Regions from separate parts of the Bicyclus anynana genome. Here region 1 is linked to region 2. Evidence: chromatin contacts called from public Hi-C data. All regions are on one chromosome and are shown on one strand. Each heading gives the region's core, a stretch centred on a gene start, on an enhancer-like site or on the middle of the called end of the contact. The rest is flanking DNA. Distances are from core to core; before and after follow the strand shown.

What was found. Hi-C and Micro-C count contacts between places; a contact is called where the count stands out from the background.
Region 1: a Hi-C map of whole larva shows a contact between it and region 2, with 1.6 times the contacts expected there. The contact joins two enhancer-like sites.

Annotation. Positions count from the first base shown.
Region 1 is chr8:9,432,597-9,437,170 of ilBicAnyn1.1, forward strand. All of the region lies in intron 1 of LOC112055976 (flotillin-2), which reads left to right. All of the region lies in intron 2 of LOC112049936 (glucose dehydrogenase [FAD, quinone]), which reads right to left. Among protein-coding and RNA genes, the nearest start is that of LOC112049936, 11 kb to the right of the region's middle. Within about 2 kb of position 1,360, at least 7 of the 8 cell types and tissues checked have open chromatin away from gene starts, as enhancers often do.
Region 2 is chr8:9,368,703-9,373,518 of ilBicAnyn1.1, forward strand. The region is part of intron 1 of LOC112055976 (flotillin-2); the gene reads left to right. Among protein-coding and RNA genes, the nearest start is that of LOC112049944, 3.3 kb to the left of the region's middle. Within about 2 kb of position 2,924, at least 7 of the 8 cell types and tissues checked have open chromatin away from gene starts, as enhancers often do.

The sequences.
Region 1 (4,574 bases), core at 110-2,609, 62 kb after region 2:
AAATAGATTTTACTCTGGATAAACACAGGCTATTTCTTTACAAGTTATCCCTTGACTACAATCTCACCAGATGGTAAGCAATGATGTAATCTAAGATGGAGGAGGGTTAACTTGTTAGGAGGTGGATAAAAATCCCCTTTTCGGTTCGGCGTTACGTCTTTTTCGGTAAGGTGGTCACGGCTGAAACCTCCCACGAGCAGACCTGTACCAATCAATCGGCCCAGCCGGGGATCGAACCCAGGACCTCCGTCTTATTTATCCACCACGCATACCACTGCGCCACGAAGGCCGTAAAAAAGGTTGAACAATGTTTACAAATGATATTGGGCAACAACGGATATTAAAAATGTGTTTATCACTGCATTAAGTCGCCAAATGTTAAGTTATTTAATGTAATCATGTTGACTTATTAAGTGGTATTGTTGGTGTGAATGCACCATAAGATCTTTAATTTTAAAATAACGGTTTTTTGTTGTTGCCTGATGCAAATATTTTGTGCTGGTCTCTGACTCATATAAATTGTTGTATACCTAATTAATTCAACGTTTGTTATTAATATAAACCGATATAAAGACTTTTAATTCAAATACACCGTTCAGTGATTATTTTTAAATGTTTGTAGATACCTGATTTTTAATGTATCTGGTTTCGTTATACAGGGTGATTATATTGTCACAAAATAGTTGTAATATAATATTTTAGTAGCCTAGTGTTTTAGTATAATAAATAATTCTCTCGAAGTTTTACTTTTATGTTAGATTGTGATGTTGCTTGGAAATGGCTATACTTAAATGTTCCACCTAGTTCTTATTGGTTGTGTTACTTTTTTGAACTTTATTTCTTATATCTCATAATAAATAGTTTTATTATGGGATAGTTTTGATGTATCAACCGTAGCGGGAAAACAAAAAACATACAGCTCGTGCAAATAAACTCGTCACCTGGCTCGAATGATGTATGTACTGTGTTTGTATGATTATGGTTGGTAAAGTCAAGTTATTGCACACACGTTATACGAACTAGTATCGGACAGATGTACGAGATACAGTACTGAGTATACTACTACTATATATATTACTTATATTGTTTCAGAAATTCTTTCTTAGAATTCTTAGAAAATTGTCTGAGGTGAAAATTAATCTAAATAAAAAATTACTACACTATAATTACACGTTTCCTCAACATTGTCATCAAAATTTCATCGTTGTCATCAAAATTACATCGTTGCTATCTCTCTAGGGTTTCAAACACATTGTTTAGTTGTAATAAATGCAATGCGGAGTGCTCTGTAATAAACTAAGGGCCGGACACGTCATCTTGTAACGAAAGGTCGTGTCCGCAAAAGGAATTCAAGGAAAAATAGGCTTTGGGTTATTACGACGGCATAAAGGGAAGGCCACAGCCACGTGTCCGCGGTTGTGGTCGAGCGAGCGTCCTGCGTCCTTCCTGGTTCTACAAGACTCGTTCGATCTTAGGATGTAAAATTAATTCAACCGCAAATCCATTTTGTACGACCTTGTTTAAATGACGAGCGATAGTGCTTTTGCTAACTAGACACGCCACTTAACTCTGTATGGTAATATTAACTGCATAATTGTATTGAGACGCGTGGAAGAGCGTCAGTCAAGTTAGAGAAGACGGCTGACAAAGTGACAAGGTATCTTTACACGAACCATTTGAGGCCATTTTTGTCTACTTAATAACTCTATAGCTTATAGCTTTAATGTATTCTAAGTTCTATAATCTATCGAATTTGGCACCCACTTAGATTTGTTACGACACACTTGTGTTATTGAATTTGGCTCCCATTTTCACATTTATGTTCTGATAGGATAGATATTAAGTGATACACATTTAATATCTAATTGCCTCATTGAACCAGTGGTTAGGCTTTGTGGCTTAGGATCACGGGCTTATGAGATACTGAGATTTCTTTATTTTATAAAATATTCAGTTAATTAAAGTTATTATCAGCAAGGAGTTGGGAAAATGGTGCCCGCGCCTTGGAAAGTACTTTAAGCCGTAGGTCCCGGTCATTATCATTAAGATATGATAGTGGTGGGTCTAAGCTCCATATACCCTCTCCTATAATGAGGGAGGTCTGGCTATATAGTGGCCTGGCAAAATAGGCTGATAATGATGAGATTTAATATGACATGCGGTTATTTGTAGTAATATCATCATCATCATTATTAGACGATTTTAACAGTCCACTCCAGGCCTCCCTCCATATAGGGGTAGTAATATCGTACGGGTGTCAAATGTTTACCTTAGGCCTAGGTTTTCCTTCTTATAGGAGAGGGGGAGGGGGATATAGGATGACAAAGAGTAAGATATTTATCGGTTCTCGGAACATTCTGTATAAACTACGTCAGAGTGTTATTTATAGAAGAGTATACGCAAATAAACTCTGATATTAATAGAAACCGCATACTAATTTATCAGGACATTCCTTCTGTTGATTAATGTGTCTTCACTAAAATATAGTCATGACGTCGGAGGCTGGTCGATAATGTTTATTTCAAACTTTTATGACTTTATTAAAACTTTTGATCTGTCTATGTTTAAAATATATATTTAATGAGTTTCTTTGTCTATGTCTTGGGTTCGATTCCTGCCTGTGGAATTATTCCTATTCTAACATAGTATTACAGTCATTGTTACGTAAAATTCGACTTAGAAATGCAAGTATAACGTATTCCCACGGGAACGGAAACCACGCAAGTGAATCCGCGCGGCGTCAGCTACTTTTAAATATGAGGTGGCCTGGAAAGCTTAACTTCCAATTCTCGACCGAGATTTCCTATGTGCATTTTCCCCCCACGTCATTGGATTTCCAAATTTATAATGTAACTGGACTATAAGCCTCTTGCTTAAATTAACAGGTATTAAGGAGAATATTGGTCATATTAACTGACCTAACTAGTCAAAGTCGAAAGATCATAAATATCAGCCTATTTACAAGAGACCTCCACACCCGTATAGCAGACGATATTTGGCTAAGACCCACCACGCCAATGCGCGTTGGCGGGGTTAGCTTAGTAATTTTTACTCTGTAAAGATTACTACGGATGCTAATGATAAAGGTAATTTGAAGTACTTAATCTCCGAGGCACGGGAGTGTAAGACAACCAATTTCTGAGCTCCAGATCCAAGACCCTGATCTTTTTTAACTGACTTCAAAAAAGGAGGTGATTCTCGCTTCGACTGTTTTTTTTTGTTTTTTTGACGCCTGGACCGATTTAAATATTTTTTTTGTTTGAAAGGGTATACTCTCGAGGTGGTCCCATTGTCACCATATTAGGATCTGATGATGGGATCTGGGATGGGAATTAACACAACACCGGCTTAGCACCGCCTTCAAACTGATCATCAGTTAGAACATAATATGATATATAGAACTTAGTACGATGTTATTTTTCGCTATTTAGTTTAGTCAGAATGTTTTATGTTTTTGAAGTCGGTTGAATATTTTTTATTTTTTATCGTGGAGAAATCCTCATGGATACTTTCTCGTTACGGGTAGGCAAGAAGGTTATGTCGGGCTTCAACCGACCAACCAACTCGTCGTCTGATGACTGAGTTTACGGAACCCGTGGTTAGCCCATTTGAATTAAGACTATCCAAATGGACTAATTACGGGACAAACGAGGAAGTTCATACTTTGTTTCATTATTAAAATCCTGGGTTTTGGGTCCTGGGTTCGATCCCCGGCTGGACCGATTGAGGTTTTCTTAATTGGTCCAGCCGGAGGCTGGTGGGAGGTAGTTAGCCCGCTTCCATCTTAGATTGTATCATCAGTTACCATCAAGTGAGGTTGCAGTCAAGGGATAACTTTGTAAGGAATTTTAAATTTTTTTTTTCATTTTATGCATCCTTGACACATAACCCCATGGCGCGCCATTGTATAAGTAGTTATATCTAATTAAAGTGGTAACTTTGTTAGAGGCAATTATTCTGTCTAATTGGCTATACGCGATTAAAGGGTTAAAAATAATACCTTGCTGAGTTGTTGTAAACAATGTATACACCAACTAACAGAACAATCGGTTGTCTTTTAAAGTTTCACACGATGTAGGGATTTATAATGAAATCTCATAATGTCTCGCATTTTCTTGCTTTGGCGGTTAATTTGTGAGTTCTTAATTAATTAAATACGTTAATGTCAGCAGGTAAAAGAAGGATTTAATAAATGTTTTTCTTTCCAAAACAGTGTGTGCCCTTCTTAATACTAATTACCTATACAAAAAATACCTATAACCCAAAAAATTCTCACTTTACCATCCTTAATATTTTTAAAAAGAATTGAATCTAATAAATCATCATCATTCATTATGTTAATGAACAACTCATATTCTGCTCACTGTTGAGCAGGAGCCTCTTTTCAGAACGAAAGGAGGTGGACTCGCTGCCACTGACAATGCGGATTTGCAGACTTCGCACATAGAGAATTAATAAAATTCTCAGATACGCAGGTTTCCTCACGATGTATTTCCTTCACCGTTTGGGACACGTGATACTATAATTTTCTTAAAATGCACACAACTGAATAGTTGGAGGTGCATGGCCCGGAC
Region 2 (4,816 bases), core at 1,674-4,173:
TTTGTGAATGTTATAAAAAAACAATAAAAGCAATAAAATCACATACTCGTAATATTTATAATTTTAAAAGTTGCACATTATTTTTTTTTTTTTTACATCAATCTATATTTTTAAATACCCAAAAAAACAAAAGTTGAATTTTATTTGCTCATTCAACAAAATTGTAATAAATAGCAATTAATAATAATTGGATTTGAAGTAACACGCGCACTACCTCAAGGGCTGCAGTAGGTATAGACCCCGGGAAGTAAGTTGAACCTCATAGTAAGACAATCATCTGCACAAGTAAAATTATAAACAAACTAGCGGACTCGGTCAAGCTTCGTGTTGACATATGTGCACTTATTCTCTATCCCTACTCTACCCTTCTATACCTCTACCCCTATCCTACCCCTAGCCTACCCCTACCCTACCCCTACCTTACCCCTGCCCTACCCCTAACCTTCCCCTGCCCTACCCCTACCCTACCCCTATCGCTTGACTCTTAAACGTTTGTATGGGAAATAAAAAAGGGCAGTTTTTAGGGTTTTCCCGGAAATTATTTGATTTTTTCTCACCTTTTAAACCTTCCCTATACCTCCACGAACATTTCAAGACCAAGATAAGATAAATTCGTTAAGCCGTTCTCGAGTTTTAGCGAGACTAACGAACAGCAATTCATTTTTATATATATAGATTTAGTGATTTAGTGTTTGACACGTTCTACTTGGTTGCTCGGTACATTAGGGATGTCAAATATGAAAATTTCCTATGCGATTGTCATGGCGTCAACGTGTTGCTAAGGTTACTCGTGGCACATCTTACCGTACGTGGCTAACACCCGAAAATGTGTTAGGTATGTTGTGTGTGTATGCGTGTGTGTATGTGTGTGTGTGTGTTGGTATGTTCAATTACTCGTATGTTTAACTTCCACCTACTGCAACAACTGTATTCAAATTACTGTAACTTACAGGCCGATGAGGTACCTACTATAAGCAAAGCTATTTTAATTTTCTGAAATCTAATAAGAATTACTTACTTGTTAAAAGGGAATGCCCATCCCTGGCCCGGTAAATAGCCGGCCCGGTTATTTACTTATATGTATAAATCTTGATATTTTTACTTTAATAATGAAATCATTACTTTTCACAAAAGTTTGCTACAGCTTTTTACGAAATTTTAATTCATCTTTAATTTGTCCACGACGGGGACAAGCTTAGATAGTTGACCATACAGCATGAGTTTTACGATATTTTTTGACCACATAATTGGTTTGGTAAAATAATACAGCTTCAAATGTTACATCGCTGTTTTGGTACACCGGCGAACATTTAACCCATAGTCTTGCGGTTAATACGGTAGTGTACGAAAGATTTCAACATGATGTATGATGTTTTACTTAATTACCGGGAAAGTGTGAATGGTACACGTGGAGAGGGTTCCGCACTGTAAATTTTTAAAAATAGGTTTATGGGTTTTGGGATATGATAGACGTCTTGTGTGCTTATAATAATGTGGAGATTTGCTCTGTGATACCTGGGCAGGTACAAGGCGAGAAAGATAACTATGAAATATATCAATAGTAATAAGTTAATTTTGAATTAATTAAAGTTTTTAATTTTGTTAACGTAGTAATTTCATAAGTATACGGTGGGCAATGATTAAATATCATTTAATTTGATCTATCAGCCAGTGAGTTAATCTATATACTTAAATAAAAATCTCATGTTCGTTAAAACTCTAAATTTCCTGTACCGAATAAGGTCATATTTTTATAAATTATACCCGCTTAAAATATTATGTTATAACAGGAAGGAGTCGGTTTTTCTTTCTTATTAATGCAAATACAATAAGCCATCGCGAAGCGTAAGAGGATACTAGTGTATTATAAGATTATCTTTTTCAGAGTCGAGTAACTCTAAAACCATATTGTAAAAGAAAAACAAAACATTTATTGCTAGAACTTCGAAAAGTATCTACTACTTCTTCACAAAGAAAACCAGTACCACGAGTTTTGAAACTACTTATTTATAAACTACGGAAGGCGTTACTGATTAAAATGATGACTTTAAAGCACCTTTTAATAAAGCTTTAAAAAACCCTTTGAATAAAATTAAAATAAATCCAATTTATATTTAATATCAATTTTGATGCATTTTACAGTCGTAATTAATTTCAAAAGGTTGCAGATTGTTGATTTTCGCGTGTATTGTAGAAAAATTGTTTTTCTCCATTTTCATACATCTCGTCATAGATAGTGTCACTGAGGATATTATCTATTATTATTTCTTATCGCTAATAAATAACAGACGAGGCTACTAAATTGAAATGTAGGTATAGTACGTTATAAGGGCTAATTTATGTTAGTTAACAATTTTTTCGTAGACTTAGTAAGTTGTTAGCCTTCGCCGAGATTATACGCTTAAAATTAGGTCAGGAGAAATGATTATTACAATATCCTGCTGTAGAGTTGGAACTGGTATGCGTGTAGATTGTAGGTCACATAACACATTTTACTTGTATATTCATATAACAGTTGAAAAACCACTTTTGAACGGTTTCCATGGGTTAACGAACTAAAAATTGCCGGTTCGTTGAACTTGCGAAATGTGATTCATCAAAATAACACCATCAATTTGTTTTTTTTTATATTACCTACGGTCAAACGGTACAAGATATACATAGCTAGTGGACGCTCGCGACTTCGTCCGCCCTTAGACCTCCTTAATCCGGCCTTGACGTAAAATCCATTTTTAGCGGACGCTATAACTACCTTTAAATTTTATCGTTTTTCGTCAAGGGGATTTCGATATTTCCGATGATAGTTGGGTTAGAAAACATAAATGATGAATTAAGTCAGTTTAGAGGTCGTGCCGCACACGTGGTCCGGACAGGACACGGATCATGCTATAAAATGCTTCACACAAAATGTATGAAACGTTTCATATCCGTGCCCCGTCTGGACCACGCAATGGCACTCCCGAGGCATGGCCTGGTCTAATATAAATCATCCCTTAACCGTTTAAAGTATGGCGTGCGTGACTAAGCACTATATATTGCTGCATTTGAAGTCTACTAAAGGATGTTCTAAAGGTGATAATTTTCTACAATTATAGAAAAACGAGTCAAAGTTGAGGTTCCTTGGCAGTGAACCAAAAATTATTATCAGCCATGAGGAATGCCGCCAACTGTTTTACGCTAACAGATTATTAAATAGCAAGATATCAATTTAGGTTGATAATACCTTGCCTGTATGCTAAACTAATAAAATCTAATAATAACGTATTTAATAAAAGTTAGTTACTTAAAATACGTAGTTCTCAAATATACATCTGGTAGATGTCATAAAATAGTGACTTGACTTTGAATTAAATTGCCAAGATAAGATAAATGAAGAGTCATAACCGATTAAAAAAATCTCTTTTACGTTGACACACGAAAAAAATACGTTTTCCTGTCTGTCTGATTATTGATAATCTCCGAAACTATTTACAGTTTCATCGAGATCGGACGTTACGAAGTTATTAATAATAAGTTTAAAAATTGTAACCCGACTACGTTAAAAGGGGTCTAAAAAGAACGAAACAAGAAAATATTTCAGATTGAAATAGAGAAATGCATAGGAACAAAAATGGTCATGGTAGAGCCGTGGCCAAAATCATTACCCTTCCTTTTTTTTGAACTAAGTTACATGCGTCCACCAGTAAATAAAAATCTACCTTCCTAAAAATTGTGAAATTAATTTGCACAATTTTTAGAGTGCCTACCGGATGAATTAAAGTGGCCAAGAATGATAACGAGAATTTATGATGATTTACGAAAGAGTTGATCCTAACGGCTAATTTACACAAAGAGATTTTCTTGAACGCAGTAGTGACACATTCCGCGACCAGAGTCCAGATTGTTTCCCTTAAAGTAGGTACGTTATCATAGGAAATATATACATAAGAAAGTAGTAGTCGTAGTATAAGAAATACTCGTATATACCTACGCTCTTCTTCTGTTATACAATAGTTATTAATTTAGTTATTTGTCTTAATTTAGTTCTTTATCTTGATTTTCTATTTATTATAGGTACATATATATTTTATACATTTAGTAATAAATACACTTCACATTATAAATTCATATATAAATCACACTATATATCTTTATATCTGTAGTTTAATTGGTACTTAATTATTATTTTTAAACATATTTGCTGCTTCTAATTGAATTTAATTCACTTGAATTTGTTCTCATTTTTATTTTTTTTTTTATGTTAGCTGTGGCGTCACACGGGTCTCAGCTGAAAATCAGCGTCGTGTGTTATGCTTGTATATAGTACACGGCATAATGCTGAGCTGTACACCCTTTCTTTTTTAAGGGTTACAGACAGACATGCTGTTTTTAGTTAGTTAGTTAAGTTAAGTTAGTTAGTTAGGTACTGTTTGTAACTTTTAAATTTGAATAAATTTATTTTCTTTCTTTCTTTCTTCTTTCTTTATCTATTAAAGATAACATGAATAGTTTCTAAAACTAAAAAACTTGCTTTATACTCATAACAGGGTGCATTTCAAATAGCCTGACTGCCATCTTGGACGTCGCGCATTATTTGAAAAAAGTACTCCGATATCAATAGATCGCGCGATATTTGCGAAAAACTAATTTTCGTGACCTTTTATAACTTTTTTGCCGGCATGATATAAATGTCGATTCGATTTTTCACATCTTCATTACAACGCCATAATAAAGGTGTATTCAAAAATTCAGCTCACTAGGAATTTTTTAAACAACAGGGCTTTACGTATGCCGTGGATAGTGTGGATTTTAAACAATAGGTCGACACACTCAACAC